3 separate regions of the Zea mays genome follow, and all the other regions are linked to region 1. The links are chromatin contacts, called in public Hi-C maps. All regions are on one chromosome and are shown on one strand. Each heading gives the region's core, a stretch centred on a gene start, on an enhancer-like site or on the middle of the called end of the contact. The rest is flanking DNA. Distances are from core to core; before and after follow the strand shown. Region 1 holds the start of LOC103627710 (kinesin-like protein KIN-4C). Region 2 holds the start of LOC100278901. Region 3 holds the start of LOC100381831 (Protease Do-like 9).

Region 1 (3,118 bases), core at 409-2,908:
GTTCTTGAAGAAAGAAAACACATGTATGATGTATGTACAGTGTACCTCGACTGCCTATTCATGTTTGTGCTTGCTGTTGCACGCGACGACGACCCACGTGTCAAATATGATGCCATTTCTTCTTTTGACTTCACCTCAGCCTCTGTGACACCAGCAAGGGTTATGCCTCCAGTTGCAGTCTCTCGGATTTGAATCGGCACTCTGCCAGGTGCTGATGCTTTTGCCATAGAACCTGCATCAAGTCTTACAGCAGCTTGATTTGCATCGAGCAAATCAAAAACATCTTCCTTGAATATCTGAAATCCATAGCAGCACAGCACGCAATGATAACAAGCTAAGAGATGCTGGTACAAAAAAGAAAGAGACAAGTGCCACTAGGTATCTCACCTCAATAAAAGATACTCTAATTAAAAACTCTGAGCCATCCTTTGAGGTGTCAACTTTTCTAAATATTGTATCCATAACTTGAGGAATTATCCCTCCGCAGTTCCCTTCACCACTATAGTCAGTACCCATTGTGTATGTCTTGCCAGAACCGGTCTACAGTTGTCAAAGGAAAACGACTTCAGTAACAAAATAATCATCAAGACAGTCCTCTAACAAAACAAACTTCATCACACAAAAGAATTGCACCTGGCCATATGCTAGAACAGTGGCATTGTATCCGCTGAACAATGCATCGATCAAGGGGTGCACGCATTGCTCAAATATTAATGATGATGAAGGGCCCGAGCTGCCATAGACGTGATCAAAGGTGAATACGTGGGGCCCAATTTGAACCTGAAACAACACAGAAACAAATGATCATATGTTTGAACTTGCTAGCCATTTCAAAAAATGAACACCCTGACAAAGAGGCATATGCTGAGCTTATATACGTTCAGAATCTGATTCAACAAGTATATTGTAATTTCTGCTACGAAATTATATAATACTATAGAAGAGTCGCGAAATCAGCAAATACGATGGTCCTGAGCATAAATCCGAAGAGCTTCAGCGTCAATGTACACCCCGTCCATTTTTTTATCCAAGCGATGCTGATGAACTCATCAATCCCAAGTCCCAGACCAAACCAATCAGACACTACCAGATCGGTACCTGAGGTTCGCCCGGCGTGACGGTGACGCAATCCGTGCAGCCATCCTGCAGCTCCACCGTGATGAGCGGCCTTATGTTGACGGCCACCTTCACACTGTCCTTCTGCGGATGCGCGGCCGCCGCCTCCGAGGTCTCCATCGGAACCCTGATCATGATTTCGCCAGACTGAATAGACAACACCAGAGAATACCCTAAAATCTCCCCCAAAAGAAAAACTCACCTTAAACCGGCGGATCGAGCCGGATTGGCGACGCCCTGCGACATACAACGGCGAGCTGCACGTTGCTTGCGGATTTAGGATGCGGCGAGCTTAGCTAGGCTTGGGTCGATCGCCCCCTCGAGGGGAGAGAGAGAGCGGGGGAGGAAGAGAGAGACGAGCGGAACGGCGAACGGGTGAGAGCGAGAAGCGGCCGCTCGGAGGATTTCGAAAAACTAGGGCGTCGCGTGAGGTGCGGCCCGATTACTGAAGTCTTAACGCAGACCGGTCACTGAATGGAGCCGTAACGAGCCTGTCAAGAGTCGACGAACCTGGTCTATGCGCACGGTGCATCTGCCCCGTAGATTTTACTGATTCATTGCTCGATCTACCGTTCCTTTGGTGGGTCATGGGTGCGTTAGGCATTGTCTGCAAACGTGGTCCATGGACGTTGGGGAGGAGGGTGGTGCCCCAGATGCAGGCATGCATCGCAGCAGACAACTCCACGTTCGGGTGCGGTTTCGAATTCAAACGATAGGAAATGACGGCTCTACATGGTAACGGCTCTTTTCGTTAGGTTTATTTGGTTATAGTCTAATTACAAAATTAATTATATATATATATATATGAAGACTAAATGTTGAGAAAAACTTTCAAACATAATTAATCTATAATTATTAAATATTTCGCTTCAGATTAAAGTCAGTTGCAGCTGCAATTTATAAAGATAAAAATATTGTAGAAGTAGTACAAGCCAGTATGAATTAAAACCAAGCCAACAGGTTGTGTAGCATCACATGTGTGAATCATGGACTAATTAGAATTAATAGATTCGTCATGTCGTTTAGTTCTTATATTTATAATTAGTTTTATAATTAAGTTCTATATCTATACTACTCTATTAAAAAGCTAAAGTAGTGTTTGGTTAAAGAACCAAGTAGAACGGAGCCGTTCTGTCCTAGTTTTGTTGTTGTTTGGTTACAAAGTAACTAAAACGAAATGGCTTCAATTAGGGAATATTCTCCTCAGATCCGGAACCATTCTGCTCCAAAAAATCAACTGGACGGAGCCGCTCCGTTCCTATCTCGCTCTCACAGTCACGCTCCGTTCCGTTCACTCTGCAACCAAACAAAAAACAGAGCCGCTCCATTCCAGATTACCAAACACAAAACAGAGCGGCTCCGTTCCTAGAATCAGGGATGGAACGACTCCATTCTACTTGGCTCCTCAACCAAACACTACCTAAGGAGGGCATCCACGGCCCCATGCACCCGCCCCCGCCTCCCTTATAGCCCATAATTCTCGAAGTGCAGCCACCATTGCTTCTCTCGCATCCCGCGATGCTAGGGATGCCACGCTCCACCTCGTGTTGCCTTTGCCTGCCCGCCCACACATGACGCCCGCCGGAGATTATGCCTTGCTCGCGAAGTCGCGATGCCCCCAGCACCTGAGCGAAGCCCGCCGGAGGTGACACCATGCTCGTGAAGTCGCGACGCCTCCAACACCTGCGCGAAGTCTGCCAAAGACGACGCCATGCTCGTGAAGACGCGACACCCCCCCCCCCCCCCCCCCCCCCCCCCCACGCGTTGCCTGCCTCCAAACCCGCGACGCACATCGTTAGGATTTGGTAGCCGCAATGTCAGCAGACCTGCTTTGCGATCCGCTCGCCGCCGCTGTCTCCTTCCTTCCGTCTCTCGCCAACAACGTCTCATTCTCCCCATCTCCTTTGCCACATATGCGGTTCCAGCAACCCGTTCCCAGAGAAGCGACCCCCGCCCTATCTCCTCTGACTGGGCGACCTCGCCTATTCCTCGCAAACCATGC
Region 2 (3,118 bases), core at 205-2,704, 240 kb after region 1:
CTTGAACATCTATCTAATCACATCCTGAGAGTCAAAGTTACCGTTGACAGTTTGACACCGCCGCTATAAAAGCGACTAGGCCGCCGTTCACACGGACGGCACGGCAGGATTACGACGAGAAGACTTGTTCATCATCAGCAGCAGGTGGATTCGACGAAACCGCGGGTCATTGTTGGCCTGCGGTTTACTTGTTGGACCAGAAACCACGATGCGCACGGGCGCAGTATTAAAGCGTCCAGAAGAAGAACGCCTCCATGCAAGGTTTTCCCATCCGTGCGTCGCAATCAGTCACAGCTGGCAACACGGCAAAGCTTTCGCACCTAGAGTTTAGAATTCGGATTCTGTTGCTTGCTCTGGCTAATCATGCAAGTTTCCGGCCCAACTCCCTAGGCTTGGAAGCAAACAATGCTAACTGGCGCGCGATCACGACATGCCAGAAGGAAAATCGCAAAGGTTTGTGCACCTCGTTTCAATGTTGGGACAAAATTGGTACGGAGTACAGGGTGAACGGATTCATTACAGCAGCAGGTAACATGACAACGAATGTAGTAGTAGCAGCAGTAGCAATCTCATTTTTACAGTGGCTAAACCAATCAATCAACCGAACGGACGAAGGGGACTAGGGGGAGGAAGGAATTGTAGCAGCGATCTCGCTCACCATTCTCACCGGGACGCCCGCGGAATCCTCAAATCCACCCGAACCGGTCACCATTTTTTTTCCTGAGATACTTTGGACACCTTTCCTTTGACCACTCAATCAGCGTTCCTTCCCCTGCTCCGGTCCGACGACCGATGTGGCGGTCAGGCGCGGCCGGCTCCGTCGTGGGGCGGCAGCGGCGGCGGGCCGAAGAGCGGCGGCGCGTCGCGGCCGCCGAGGTCCATGGACGACTTGGCGGAGGCAGGCGGTCCGACGAAGCGCGCGGAGAAGTCGCGGTAGCCGGTGTAGTCGCCCTCGGGGCTGGCGCCGTGGCCCTCGTCGAAGTTGAGCGCGTAGCTGAGCGCGTCGTAGTTGAGCTTGCGGCCGCCGAAGTGGTGGTGGTGCGGCCGCGCGGGCGGGCCGCTGCGGCCGAACCGCCGGATGAAGGTCTTCCACCGCGGGCCGGCCACCAGCTCCGACCACTCGCGCACCTTGAGCACCGCGTCCACCGCGCGCTGCCACCAGGTCTCCTCCGCCGCCGCCGCCGCCGCCGCCGCGGCGCCGCCGACCCGCTGGTGGGAGGAGGAGGAGGAGGCGGCGGCGGGCCAGGGGAAGCAGCAGCACCGCCGGCCCCCGCGCGCGAAGAAGGCCGCCTCCGCCTCGTCCATGCCCGCGGCCGACGCGCCGCCGTGGTCGGTGTCCATCGCCCGCCGGGGGGGGTCGTGTGGCGCGGCACGGAAACCCTCTTCTGCGTTCCCTCACAGGCTCAGGGTCAGGGGCCGCGGCGCGCGGCGGCTGGATCTTTTTGGGGGGCTCTTGGCCTTTGGGCAGCGGGCGACTGCGGTTTTTATCGGGGGTGGTTTGATGGTTTCGACGCGGCCGCGGGTGGAGTCAACGGTTGGCGCGGCTCGCTGACGTGGGCCGGGAGGCGCGGGCCCGGTGGGGGACGTCGCAACGTTCGCAAACCCTCTGCGCTTACTTTTCTTCTCCAACGGATCGTGCACAGGCGAGTGAATTTCTTTACATTGTGCAAAAGCATGGCATTGGTCATGGGTGGGTACTTGGATTTAGCCCTAAATAAACTTGTGAAAATAAATTGCAGGAGCCCTTCATAAAATATATTTATTTATGCGAGTTGGTCCATCGTAAAAACATAATTCCACACCATATTATTGTTCTCGCTGATGTGGTTTTTATGAAGATGCCAGCTGGTTCTGTGTACTACTAATATTCCTGCATTTGCATGTACTCCTGGCCGTCATCGACCGTGCGCCGTGCAGGAGCGAGTGGGACGAATGAGCTGGCGGTTGCGCCGCGGCTCGCGTCAGTACAGGTACAGTTGTCGTCGCGCGGGCTCGACGTGCCATTTGCATTTTGTGCTGATGCGGCGGGGACGTGCCATCGCAGCTACGCGACGCCTGGCGCCGACGTTTGCACGCTGCACTGCATTATTATTGAATAACTGAATCCACCACACGGTGCTCGCTGGTACTTGTAGATATTTATTGATTCCAGAAGACACCAAGGAAGTACCAGAGCCCATAGAGATAGACGGGTTCGGTTTCCTTCTTTCTGCAGCGGATGCGGATGGAACACTCGCATAGGCCCATACCAGATATTTCTAATGAATTCGTATAACAGTTGATGTATGTATTTTATATATAAACTTAAATTTAGGTAGAACGAATACTAAGGTCATGTTTAGGAGGGTTTTATTTCAAAAAATTACAGCTTCACCATAAAACAACTTCAACGAATTGATAAGACATGGTATAAGAGTGTTTTTCGAGCACCATTTGAGGAGCTTCGAAAATTTCATAAAATTAGTCTTTAGTTTTTTTTAAGCTAGAGCTCGTGGAGCTTGACCTATTTCGATAGAAAAAACTAATATAGAGCTGAAATTTTTGAAGTGAAGCTCTCCTAAACATGGTCTAATTTATGATAGAGGGATTAGGGCATGTATGATACTGCCGCACGATATTCCAAGCATAAGATACATCTTAAACACGATATGATACAGTCGGTGTGTCTAAATCATGTGTTTTACTATATCCATTGTATCAATCAGAGCATATTGGCCAATCAACTAGTCCACTGACTCGTGTATAGAGCCAAGACACAGTATCTTCGTCAAGATACGTGTTTTAAGTTTTTTTACATTTACCGTCTTAGACGCACTCGAACACACAGCTCAAGACACCTCTGCTGAGTTTATGTTTTGGATCGTGTAATTTGGCTTGATTCCGGTCTCGGAACAAGATTCGTTTGTTCTCTATCTAGTTGTGTGTTTTCGGTTTTGAAGTTGACAGCATAGCAGGGCACAATTTTTGGTTCGCGCTCGCCATCTATACTATCTATTAAGACGATAGTGTAGACCGTATACGTGCCCCCGCCTCCCCCTCCACTCACACGATGCCTCCTCCCCGACAGACGCCCGCGCGCTGCCTCGCATGCTTTGGTCGCGTTCTGGCGAACCGTCGA
Region 3 (3,118 bases), core at 447-2,946, 130 kb before region 1:
TGGGGAAGATTTTTTGGCTCTTTAATATTGTATATAATTATTAGTCATAGTTTAGAAGAGAAAACAATCATCATGTGATAAACCATGTAATGCTGGAAGAACAGGATCCATAGACTGGTACAACTACAGACTAAAATGTCAATAACATCTTCCCATTGTTTTTGTAACAGTTGTAGACTGCGGACCCAAATGCATGATCATGCTAATAAAACCAACAATTACTCCCAGTAATTACAGAAAAGAGCATATTACCTGTGTATTCTCCAGATTTTTTGTAGTCCTCAATGAAATGTGTAATAACTGGAGTCGGTATCACATAACCTATGTTCTCCGCATCTTCATGTTTAAGAGACTGAAAAGCTATACCGACACATTTTCCCCTATCATTAAAAGCTGGGCCACCTGAATTTCCTGAATTAATAGCTGCATCTATCTATCAACAAGACAAGGCCCGTATTAGACACGTCGGTGAGCCGATAAGTCATGGTTTCTCAAAATAGTTACTTCACTTGCAACATCTATCTTTATAAAAAGATTTATTTGAAGTTATCATAATTTCAGGAAAAAAAATGTACCTGCAATCCTAGAAGTTCTGTAGAACCATGAACGTATGAAAGTATTTCTATCCTAGAGACCACTCCACTTGTCACGGATATGGTATCTCCTCCAATTGGATAACCAACAACAGTAACTGCATCCTGAAGGGCTGGTAATGTTCCAAACTCAACAGGTGAAACTCCTTCCCAGAATTCATCGTCATTGACAGTTAAGAGCGCTGAGACAGATAGAACAAACGAATAATATCAAATTAGATTGCATAAGCAACATGAAAAATCAACTGTATGATAAGTACCATGCCATAACTCAAACGATGCTATAACCTCAGAAGTTTCATAGATACCATAAAAAATGATCTTGGTGTATTTCTCCAAGAAAACAATATAGAAATTACTATGCATCCGATTTTCACGACTACAATGGACAAACCCAACATCACAATAAGAAGAAAAAAAACTAAGAGTAAGAAATAAACAATGGAGACAGTGGCAGGGATGGGGAGAGCGGGCGCACCAATGTCGCACTCTGTGCCGATGGCCAGGACGGTGGCAAGGTACTTGGTGTCGGAGCCGCGCTTCTTAAGCTTAACCTGGGTATAGTGCTCCACGGAGTGAGCATTGGTGAGGACACGGCGGCCGCCGATGATAAATCCGCTGCTGCTGGAGCTGTACTGCCGCTTCCGCTGCCACGGCAGCGAGAAGTTGGGCTCCGTGTGCACGCAGAACACCTTGACCACAGCGTCCATGCACGGCACTACCCTCACCACCTCATCCCAGCTCGCGGGGCCTGACTCCGCCACTGCCACCACATCGCCTCCGTTTGCCACCGGCTTCGGCTCCCCGCGGCGGGGCGGGGACGGCGGACGCGTGGCGTCCGCGTCGGCGGGGGCCTCGTGACGTCGCGGCTTGCGGCCACGACGCCCAGCCGGAGCGGGGGCGGCCGAGGGAGAGGGGGAGGAGCGGTCGGGGAAGGGCGGCGACGCCTTGGGCTTGCGCCCCCGCTTGCGCTTGTGCTTGTTGGAGGCGGAGGAGGGATCGTCCATGGGGGGCGGGCTAGGGTTTCGCCGCGAGGAGGACGAGCCGAAGTGCCGAACCGGGGAAGATGAGGAGTGTCGGCCCGGTTCGAGGCGGGCCGTGCAGGCCGGATTGGGCTGGATTGATTCAGGGTTCCACTGTTTCACAGACTGGAGTGTTTTTGTCAGTTGGTTTGCGCATCGTGACGTTCCATTTGTTTAGAAGCGATACTGCTGCCCTACCATTGTTTGTCTGATTGAAATATACAGTCCACCAGCACTGCACTGTGTTTACTACTGAATGACGTCTCTAGGCCTGTCCTGACCGTTCCTAGTCTACGTCAGTCACTATACTCAACAACATGTGCTTGCAGAAGGTCACACAGAAGGATAATCGAATCGTTGGCATGGCGTACGCCTCAGCCCTCAGGCTTAGCAGCATTCTATGCGTGCAAAGTATGTGACTACACCTCTCTTGATTTGGAGGGGACACCGCTGCGCATTGCGATGGTGCTTTCCACTTTGCACATCGGAGACCTGACTTGTCATAGCTTAGCTGATCAACCTCCTGAGGCTGACAGTGACTTGTGCCAAATAGCCCACTTGTCACTTGAAGATGCTCAGATGCATAAGGAAAACCATTCTATGCAGGACCTGGTATGTGAACCATGACTGTGTACACAAGGTTCAGTTACTTCCAGACATCGACAATTCAATCTCCATCCATCGGTTTCATGATTAGACGGTTGATGTGGCAATCTCTGCTGTTTAGTGAGAAATACTGCGGTCAGACAAGTGGTCGCTGTAAAGGTACAGACTGCCTAGACGCTCCCAAGAATCCTCCACTTCTCCATTCCATTTCGCAGAGATGGTGAGGGGTCGAGGAGAGTGAACCTTGTACTCCCTCCGTTTCGTTTTAGTTGTCACTGGATAGTGCAAAATTAAACTATTCAGCGACAACTAAAAAGAAACGAAGGGAGTAGCTCAACGACGAGGTTGAACTGAAATCTCATCCTGGCAATCTGCCTTTGAACTAGCACTGAGACTGTCCGTCCTGCGTGCAGACTGCAGGGTCTCCTTCTCCATCCTCTGCGAGGACCATCATTTTCAGTCCTGGTTTTTTCAGTACATGCTCCAATGCATCCATCAATGAGATATTCTAAAGCGTCACTGTCACTAGAGGTGCTCCGAGTTATTAACCATTCACACTCTTTTCGGTAGGCTGCTGCTGCTGACAGCCATGTCTTTTTTTTCATCCCGCTATGCTTTCTTCTTCAGGTGCAGCAGATTAGTTGCAGAGCACTGACCCGATCAGTGAGACGGGGAGCATGTCACATCATATATTAGCATCGGATGCCAATTGCAGCTGATCAGCTCCATCATTCCAGCCTGATGCTGCTAACAAGGCCGCCGCATTTGGGTCCGTGGTAGTAGCAGGGAGGGCATCATGCCATAGCAGAAAAAAAGAAAGCACCGAGTTTGTGCTGCCAAATGAAGTGGCATCTGGATCGATCTCCAACCCACGCACCCTCTCTGAACCTCTCGAAT

Evidence for each region. A called contact is a pair of places that touch in the nucleus more often than the background predicts.
Region 2: a contact with region 1 is called in a Hi-C map of tassel, with 5 times the contacts expected there. The contact joins the promoter of LOC100278901 here to the promoter of LOC103627710 in region 1. A contact is called at or near these places in 4 of 25 Hi-C or Micro-C datasets (ear, leaf, tassel and 1 more).
Region 3: a Hi-C map of endosperm shows a contact between it and region 1, with 4 times the contacts expected there. The contact joins the promoter of LOC100381831 here to the promoter of LOC103627710 in region 1. A contact is called at or near these places in 6 of 25 Hi-C or Micro-C datasets (bundle sheath, ear, endosperm and 2 more).

What each region holds. Positions count from the first base shown.
Region 1 is chr5:214,542,178-214,545,295 of Zm-B73-REFERENCE-NAM-5.0, forward strand. It overlaps LOC103627710 (kinesin-like protein KIN-4C), which reads right to left and starts at 1,659. Exons shown (of 27, transcript XM_020538690.1): 1 at 1,319-1,659; 2 at 1,099-1,243; 3 at 634-780; 4 at 388-540; 5 at 46-296. The coding sequence starts at 1,362.
Region 2 is chr5:214,786,804-214,789,921 of Zm-B73-REFERENCE-NAM-5.0, forward strand. LOC100278901 reads right to left here and starts at 1,455. Exons shown (of 1, transcript NM_001152028.2): 1 at 444-1,455. The coding sequence starts at 1,341. The coding sequence ends at 802.
Region 3 is chr5:214,412,119-214,415,236 of Zm-B73-REFERENCE-NAM-5.0, forward strand. LOC100381831 (Protease Do-like 9) reads right to left here and starts at 1,697. Exons shown (of 9, transcript NM_001174625.2): 1 at 1,072-1,697; 2 at 576-775; 3 at 253-433. The coding sequence starts at 1,600.